Regions from separate parts of the Gossypium hirsutum genome. Here region 1 is linked to region 2. A link is a contact called in public Hi-C data. All regions are on one chromosome and are shown on one strand. The core of a region is the stretch at or near the end of the contact, and the rest is flanking DNA. Distances in the headings are between cores, read along the strand shown. Region 1 has its middle 14 kb from the start of LOC107951064. Region 2 has its middle 16 kb from the start of LOC107951063.

The links. A called contact is a pair of places that touch in the nucleus more often than the background predicts.
Region 1: a Hi-C map of leaf shows a contact between it and region 2, with 5 times the contacts expected there. The contact joins two enhancer-like sites. A contact is called at or near these places in 11 of 34 Hi-C or Micro-C datasets (callus, hypocotyl, leaf and 1 more).

The regions. Positions count from the first base shown.
Region 1 is chrA06:20,227,852-20,232,648 of Gossypium_hirsutum_v2.1, reverse strand. It overlaps the pseudogene LOC107951066 and the pseudogene LOC107951065. Among protein-coding and RNA genes, the nearest start is that of LOC107951064, 14 kb to the right of the region's middle. Within about 2 kb of position 2,993, at least 7 of the 9 cell types and tissues checked have an H3K27ac peak or open chromatin away from gene starts, as enhancers often do. A contact at or near this core is called in leaf, where this site is marked.
Region 2 is chrA06:20,171,696-20,176,886 of Gossypium_hirsutum_v2.1, reverse strand. No RefSeq gene overlaps it. Among protein-coding and RNA genes, the nearest start is that of LOC107951063, 16 kb to the left of the region's middle. Within about 2 kb of position 1,901, at least 1 of the 9 cell types and tissues checked has an H3K27ac peak or open chromatin away from gene starts, as enhancers often do. A contact at or near this core is called in leaf, where this site is marked.

The DNA.
Region 1 (4,797 bases), core at 1,744-4,243, 55 kb before region 2:
AAAGAGAAAGGGAATCAGCACTTCAACCTTGCTTCCTGATGGAGCATTCTTCTTAGGCCTAAATGTCTTCTGGTTTCTGCATAATGCAAAAAACAAAGGATCAGCCAATCCTTATGAGGAGAAAGGGTTTCAAGTTTCAAGGATTCCGAGTATCGAAATCCTTTGCTTAGTATCAATCATCTAAAGTAGAACCAATAAACAACTTCAATCATGAAGTTGAATGGATTACATGAAGTCATATATATCATCACTATTCGAATGGATTTTTTCTATAATTGTTTCTCGAAAACTCCATGTATGAAATCATATATATCATCACCACAAAAACACATAATGAAAAGAAGAAAAAAAACAGAGATCACCACCATATTGAAAAAGACACAGAAACAAGGTTTGGGTAATTGAATGGGTGCGAACCTGCTACCGAGGCCGAAGAGACTCATGGAAAATGACAAAACGTTGACGTTTTGTTAACGGTGCCAAAACCTCTTTGTGTTTGTATAATAAAAATGCTGGAAACAGAGGATAAAGAAAACAAGAAAGCCGTATATGGTTATATATATAAATGGAGAGAAGAGAAAGGTTTTTGGTAATTAAAATAAGGAAAACATTATTAAATTAGTATATATAGGAAAAAAAGGGAATGAAGATAAATGACAGATTGGCAATTGGCAAAGACAGCGAAACTCTGTCTCAGTTAAAGAACAGAACATATGAGAGAACAGAGCATAGCCAGAGGGAAGAGCAGACACAGTCCCCGTCCCCCTTTGGCCTTTGCTGACCTGGCATTCTATTCCACTTATTTCAACCTTCTTTTTGGTCTAATTCTATACAAAGTCCCTCCCACAATAGAGTTTGAAAATATGAATTTTTTTCATTAATTAATTAGATTGTTTTCATTTTTTAAACATATAATGACAGTGGGATGTACAGTTAAACAACTTTTTGCACATATTTATATTATTATAATTGAATTTTATGGATGAGGGTAGAAGAAAATATATGATTAAATTTAGCAAAAAATGATGGAATTTAGTTGGGAAAATATGAAAGAAATGAATGAGGGTGGGGTCGTTGTAGCTGGATTTTGGATTTGTATTTCAACCTTTGGGGCTGAATTGGGATTTTGATTGGACCAGTTCAATGTCTTAAGCCTGCGATAATAAAATACAAAATTGATTAATGGTCCAAACAAATTTATTATATATTATTCAAATGATCTTCTACCCTTGACCCAAAGTCGTAGTTCTTACTTACTATATTCTCTCATTATTATTGTTAAAAAAAGAAAAGAAATCTGTGGGTATTTGTTTAAAAGAAGGAAGAAATTCGAAAGAGAAGCCATAACTGGGGTAACGATAGGATTGGATGCAGCAATCATTTTGGATTTGTGTTTTTGCTATCTTTGCTCTTGACTCTTTCTGCAACAAACCAATCTACAGCTAAGTCCCAGCTCGGACTACTTACTATTTCTTCCACTACATTCCATGGATTTTATAATAATTTTGTTTCGTTACATCTGAGCAGGTGAGCTTAGGGTAGTCCCAGAATTGTGTACAAAAACCAAGACACAGGTTTGATATCAAATTAGACTCTCCTATTTCACACATAATTTTAACATATATTCAACAGCACAGCCATTGCACATCAAAGTCGTGATTGTACTACCAGGAAGGGATAGTCCGTGTACCCCACAACAGGGTCTTGCGTATAAAATGTCTTCCTAATGTATCGATTTAATGGCGCATTGATCCTCAACCTAAAACCAGGTCTGGATTCGATATAAAAAGACGGCCATACGATACCAGATCGGCATCACCCTCAGCTACTGCTTGCATTCCGAGCTCCCTTGTGAATCCACCACTGCACATGAAAGTTCCCTCGTAACTCCTTTTCAAAGTCCTCATTAAATGAGCTTCCTCATCTTCACTACCGTGCCTGCCTGATTCGGTTTGCCCATAGGCATGATAACGAGGCTGAGTCACATGAAGGTAAGCGAGTTTCGACCCCAATTTCAGCTGAAGCTCATTAAGCCTCTCGATCACGGCTAAGCCTAGGTTGAGCGGATTAGTGTCAGTGGCGTCGAGGTGATCGATTGCGGGTGAAATTCGGACTGCGATTCTATCTGCACGTACAGCTTCGGCTACGGATCCAACGATTTGCATTAAGAATTTACATCGGTTTGCCAGTGATCCACCGTACTCATCTCTGCGATCATTGATCCCGTCTTTTAAAAATTGGTCGATGAGATATCCATGCGCTCCATGAATCTCGATTCCATCAAAACCGGCTCGAATGGCATTCAAAGCTGCCGTGCGGTAGTGTTGGACAAACCTCTGGTATTTCCGAGATTTGTAGAGCTCTAGGTTTAGGATATATGCCATAGCTCCCATCTAGCATCAAAATTCTCCACCTGTTGGAGAGAGGCTTGCTTGTTGACGATATGGGTGCCGCCCCACCAGGTTGATACACTATTTCATTAGTCAAAATAAGCAAATAAAATATTTCAATAAATGGTGAAAAAAAGGGGAAATGCATAGGGTGATGGAAGTTACCAGAATGTGAAGCACGGCCAACGTGCCAGAGTTGGCAAAAAATGATGCTTCCTTTTGCATGAACAGCATCCACAATCTTCTTCCATCCCTCCACCTGTTGGTCATTGTAGATCCCAGGAACATGTGGGAACCTGCTTCAACATTGCACCATTAGGCAATTTAGGATATGCCAGGAATCTGGATAGCTCAATATTATGAAAATCTGATATTATTGGAACAATCATTTTGTAACAGGGAAGGGATAAAAAGACTAACAAGGGTACCATTATATCATATACAAAATGATTATATTTGAAGTGAAGCATTGCATCTCCCAACCCTATTATCTCATATTCAATTTAATTTAATTTAAAAATAAAAACTCTTCCAATATGCAAAACGACACAACATTGGGCAAATCCTATCTGTTTGATGGAAAAGACTAGAAAGTGGTATAATTTATTGGTGGAATAGTCGTATCAGGATTTGGTTAAATTACGAAATTACCCAGCTGCAGTGTCGGACACCAGTGTCCCTTCGGTGATGAGAAAGCCGCCTGGAGTCGACCTCTGCATGTAATATTCAGCGAGCGCCGGCCTTGGGATTCCATTCAACGCCCTGCATCTAGTCATCGGCACCAGCACCCCCCTGCCATCACATACAAACCAAACTCAATAGACCCCCGGAAATCTTTGGTAGAACATGTCTGACAACCAAAGTTCCCTCAAGACAAGGATCTAAGCCCCTCCGAAATCAAGGAATCTGATGCAAAAAAAAAAAAAAACAGACAAACTGAAACACAGATCTGTGAGAAAGGTTGAACTTGCCCATCTTGTAAGGAGAGAAGAGCGTTGGGGTCCCTTGAGATAGAGTTTCCGCCATTGTTACCTTCCTACGAACTTGATCTGATGATGAAAAAACTTATCCGCAGTACACACTCCAGTTGAAAAAGTAAGGAAAACCAACAGTTACTAGAATAATTTACTTAATTATATAAAGAAATTTAGGGTGAGAGAATATAAGCATGTGGCATAAAATTGGACGGTATAGGGCGGGGGTTGCGGGAGTATTTTATAGCTGAAAATTTAATCCTTTGTTTTGATTTGATGAACTGCGTGGGGGGTTTTGATTGGAGATATATGGACGGAGGAGTCGGTGGCTGCTATTTATGGCATGGGTTTCATGTGCTGATTTAAACAGTGGCGACTCTTGATGCAAATATGTTTCCGCCGGCAATCACTGTTGCCGACCTGTTGTTGCTTTGAAAAAACTCTGGCGACAAATAGTTGTAGAATTACTTGTGTTTTTCTTTCTCTCTTGCAAAAGAAGAATGAGTCAAAACTCAAAACGGTGTGTACCATCCTGAATTCAATGCTCAGTTACAATTGTGAGTGTTCCCACTAGTTTGAACCTTGACAAAAAAAGGCCGGGTGAAACAACAATTTTGCACTTCATCAATTCTGTTAAAATCACGATTATACCTAATTAACACTGTAACGACTGGTAGTCAGTGATCTCGATAAGTGCATTTTTAGAATTTTTTTCCCGTAAATTGAAGTCATAAATATTTAATAAATATTTTTAAAGTTCAGTTAAGTGAATTTATTTAAATTAAAAGTAATTAAATATAAGGATTAAATTGTATATAGCGTGAAAGTTAAATTATAGATTAAAAATAAATTAAAGGGTCAAAGTAATAATTATACCTATGTTATAGAAATATGTTAAAATATGTTATTTTAATAATTAAGTAAATGTATATATATAATATTATATAATAATAAATTAAAGTATAATAAAACAAAATTAGTATTAAAAAAAAAGAAAGAAAAAGACATACAAATTAGAAAGAAAGAAAAAGAAAGAAAAAAGAGAAATACGCACAGCGTTAGGGACTTTTAGGGTTTAAAGATCAATTGATTAGTTAATTTAGTCTATTTTCTTATAATTTTTATGTTTTTAGAATTTCGGTATCTAGGGCAACTCGACCCATGTCAAAATTTTAGCAATTATTAAAATTTTAAGTGTTCTTAATGTTGAATAATCTTAGTATTAGGGATTAAATTGATATATTTTTAAGTTAGAAATGGAAAAGAATTAAATTGCAGAACAAATTGTAAATTTTGAGTAATAGGGACTAAATTGTGAAAAATTCAAAATTTATATGTTTAATTGAAAATAGGGAGCTAAATTTAGCTTAAAGTGAAATTAGTATAAAAATATAAAATTAAATATGAAGAATAAAAATTAGTCTCAGTTAAGG
Region 2 (5,191 bases), core at 652-3,151:
AACGTATGAAAAGCAAGTAAGGTGGTAGTAAATTAGATTTGGATGGTGTATACTCCATACACAATATTAGTTTAACACAAGATGTGTTGGTACAAAGCTCTTAAAGGGAAGATGCAGAGATATCATATGGCCTAACATGAATGTCATCAGACAGGCAGAGTCCCAAATTTATTTCATATATTTTTTCAGCAGACTGACAGGCAAAGCATCATGTGCAAGTGCAGAAGATAGAAGGATTGGGTAAGTTCCGTATGGTTTAAATCTTATGTGCGGAAAACACTTTGGATCTTTCCATAAATTTTTGTTTTCTTTTTTGTTCATTAGGATCTTTACATAATTGGAGTGAAGGGTTTAGGGTTCAGAAAGTAGCTAATGTACTATGAAAGTACGTTGTTAAGAATCATGCAAAAGTCACCATCTCAATCTGGGCCGATGATGATTTTTGTCAGTTGGATCCCACTTCATATTACTCCCTCAGCTGCATCTACTTTTACCATTCTTTTCTTGTTTTTGCTTTCACTGAGATCTCTCAATCACCATTTTATTTATTAACCAGTTTCCATTGCTTACAGGAAAAAGGTTTGGGATCCCATCGAGTGGAGCAAACTTTCTTTTTATGTCCATTAAAATGTATTGTAAATTATGGACCTTTGTGTGCTGAACCTAGCCCAAATATACCTCTTATTTGTCGCGCACTTAGCCCTAATACAAACTTGGTTGTTACTTTAGCCATGGGCCAATTTCAATTTATGCAGATGTTGCATCCAACTTCAATCCATTTCATCATTGTTTTTTTATACAATCCCTCTTCAAAACCCTTAAAATGGATGATAGTATGTGTACTCAAATTCACATATTCTTAATTATTGCAATAACAATAGATAAACTAACTAAATTAAGCTCCAATGAACTTAATTATTTATTGAATTTAATTTTTTAAATATATAATGTGAGATAAGAATAATGAAAAATTTTAATTGAACCAATCCTATAACGCATTAGTGATAAAATAAAAATAATATAATAATTATTGATAGGGTAGTAAAAAATTGTACATAATTATCATGAGAAAAAAGTAGGGAGTAGTTGTTTCTTTTAAATGAATTTTTATTTTATTATTATTTTTAAATATTTAAAATTTAAATTTATAAAGGTTTGCTTAGTTGGTCAATTCTTACATTATGATTCGTAATGTTACAGTTTGGAATGTGATTACATTGTTTCAATTCTAACATTATAACCATCTCGTAATCTCATATTCTTAAGTAGTGTCAAGATGTCATAAAATAAGGTGTAATTTCATTACCATCTATTCTATTTTAAATTTTAGACCAATTTACCTTTTTCTAATTATTTTAATTAATTTAATCCCTTTTTTTCTAAATAAAATTTAAGTCTAATTAAAAAAATCTATATTTTTCTTAAGAATGAAATAGTAGAAGATTATTATATATACTTTAATAATTTATTTATTAGTATATTAATTATAATTAATTTTCATAAATTATTATAATTAAATTCATTTCAACATTGTATAAAAAATAAAAATGATAAGGAAGTGTTTTATTTTTGTGGTTGTTGTTGAGATTGTTTAACGTGATAATGTGCATGTTAAGGGTTTTTATTTATTTATTTATTTTTATTGAATGAATTTACTTTTCTGGTCTCATTTATAGTAAAAGAAGAATAAATATATGAAAAATGAGATGATTATTTATGATGTTTTCAATCCTATTGTAATGTATATAAAATTAATCTCATTTAATCTATAACATCAATTAAGATAGGAGGAAGAAATAAAGTGATTACAACAGCAATTTTATCATCATCTCACCAGAACTTGGGCTCAAAGCTGGTTAATGTATAGCATTGAGCCCTATTATGTGGGGCTGACAATTTCCGGACGATCTGCAAGCTGTATATTTAATGATATAATATCTATCAATCTGACAGCGACAACTCTTGGAAACCAATACCACTTTATCCGCATCTTTGCTTGTTTGAAATCGCTTAGAATAGGATTTTTGAAAAAATTAATTGAATCGAATTTTTTAAATAAATTAAATTTTAGCTCAATTATCAAACCCAAAATCATCCCAATTATAGCGTTTCAAAGACATACATTTACTTATCGGAAAATAAAATATTTGAATACTGATATAATCTTTTTATCTTACATTTAACTTCATTGAAATAAACTTCAGAAATGTAAAAGATATAGAATTTTCATTTTTTAAAATTGAGATGATATAATATAAAGATAACCTTAATATTCAATTAGGATTTACAAATCATAATCTTAATGTTTATTTTATGTTTATGTTGTTGTTATTTGTTTGTGCTTATATATTTTTCTATTATGTTTTCACAAATATTTTTCCTTTTTTCTATTTTTTTCCAAATTAAATTTCAATGTTTAATATAAATTATTTGGGTTTTTAACTCAAACCAAATAATGTTGGGTTTAATTACTTTTTTTACTTTTTGACTAAGTTAATTTTGATGTGAAATTAGAAAACTACTCTTTTTATTTATGACTGTTTTTTTTTTAATTTACATGATTTTTAGTTTAATAATTCATTTTAAAATTTTTATATCTCATATGACACGATATGTGACATCATGAGAGGATACTTGAGAGACATATGTGGACGACCTTACACTTACTTTCCAGCCTATAACACTTGGCATATTCTCCACCTAAGTGCTCAGACAATCCTCTATCACCTAGCTAGTCACTGAGTGACCAACCACCTAGGCACCCCATCTTCTTGGTCACCCACTTTTAGTAAATACGCATTCACCCCTAGAGGGGGCCACCAAGGGACAACTAAACTTAACAACTTCATACTATCTCATTCAAGAGAATGTTAGAACAATGCCATGCATGAGGACAATCCACGTGCAATGGCCTTGCCACTTGGCTAACCACACAATTATCATGCCCTGAATTTTTTGGTGGCGTGGCCTCGCTGAGCACAAGACCTCCTTCCCTATGAATACCTTATAGAACGGTGGGGGGGGGGGACCAATCCTTTAATCCTTTTAGCAAGCCTAAGAACTCCTCAACATTCAACCTCCTTTGCCATCCAAGCCTCCTTCTTACCTACCTCCTTTCTCTGGCTCTTTGTCTGCTTAGGTGAACCGACCTTCCTTGCACCACCACCACCTCCTCCTCCTTGTCTCCTCCCTTGTTGACACTTGTATCAACAAAAATGAAAATATTAAATGTATGTATTTTTGAAATATTTATTTTTTAACAAAATTTTTAAATTTTGATATTAGATATACAATTATAAAAAATTTCCAATTATATGATATTATGTATTTTAATTTGTAAGGATTTATGGTTATATATGCGCATTTAGTATATAATTTATAAGTAAAATTAAATTTTACAAATAATTTATATTAATGGTTTAAATTTATTTAATATATATTTTATAATTATAATATTAATTTAGTCTAATATAATTTAAATTATCTTATTTTTTATTTTTCAACATCATGTCTAAAATAGATATTTTAACATTTGGAAACAATATTAAACACTTTAAATTAAGAAAATTCACTTTTTTTCATATCATTTTTTAAAATCAAACTTTTCAAAAATACATTTTAATCACAATAAAAATATTAAATTAGAGTTAATGTTTGATACGCTAATACTGATAAAACTTTAATTCCACAAATAAAATTGAAAATATCTTCACATATCTTGTTTTAATTTATTATTATTATTATTTTACTGCACCTTTCACCTATAAAAACTTCTGTAATACCTTTCTTACTAAACTAACCCTTAAAAAATTATGTGACATCATCATATTCACCTGTAAGTTTATAAAAAAATTATTAGTGATTCCATACATTAATAGTGGAATTTAAAAAACCCTACAAACATTATCAAGAAGCTATTAAGTATGTTTAAATTATATTAAAAAATAGAGTTTTTAATAACCATAAATATCCTCGTCGGTTTTAATAAAAAAAAGTTTTAAATTCAATTATCAATATACTTAATAATAATTTATAAAAATTATTTATATTGTTTTTTAATAATTCAAATATAAACTTTAATGAAAATAACATTTTTTTATAAAAATATTAATACATTATTTAGGGTTTAAACCTGATAATTATTCTCGCATTAAGAATTAAATTATTTTCTTATCCAAATTAATTTTTGAACTAAACAATTATTTTTACATTAAAATTTTAATTTTTTTTTTTTTAAAAAAGTCAGACTAACTTCAAGCAGGAAAAATTCAAACACTAAGTTTAAAAACTAATTTGAAACACTAATACGAAAATAATTGTGAAATTTAACTTTAAAAAAAAAAAGAATTTCCACGTGAAGGGAATTTGTGGACCACAATTTGGATTTGACTGGTTTTACATCCATGTCGGCTGCCACCTCTTTATTAATAGTAAGAGTTCGTCAAGAATAAATGTGGTCGTGGTCCTGACCTAACCTTATCCTGCTCCATTCAATAATATTTCTTCTTCGTATTTTAGGTTTTAAAAAAGTTTCTATTTGTCATACGTATAACTTTTTTTTTAAATACATTATTAAATTTTTACCAGAAAAAAAACAGAACACAAGAGATTTTGAGAAAGTTAAGATTCCTACAATTATTTTTTTTACTTATTTTTCAATATAAACCAAGCATTGTGGACACACACACGCAAAATATCAGCGGTTGAACATAATTAGAATATTTATTTACTATTTAAATATTTTACTTAATAAAAATTTTAACTTGGGAAGTTATGATACATTTGGTGTGAGATTAAATTAGATGGAAGATTTTATTATTATATTGTATTTTGTTATTTTAGTTTATAAAGTTAAAAGAGATTAATTTGTTATTGATTTCAAATGTTAATAAATTTTGAAATATTTATATATTTAAGAGATTAGTATAAGTTTTGTATCAAGTATTAAAAATATTTATTTGTTCTTTGAGAAACATATTTTATGAGTGCATTTAAGAGAGTAAAAAAAAAATTTATTGCTTCGCTTACTACTAATCAGTAGAAGAAGGTAGAAGCAAATGATTTAGATTTTTAAGTATAAAAGTAAAGTTGGTATACAGAGATACAATGGAACTTGAATTACTTGTATTGAATTAAAAAATAATGAATTTACTCATATAGTTAAATTTTGTAGACGTAAAAAAATTGAACT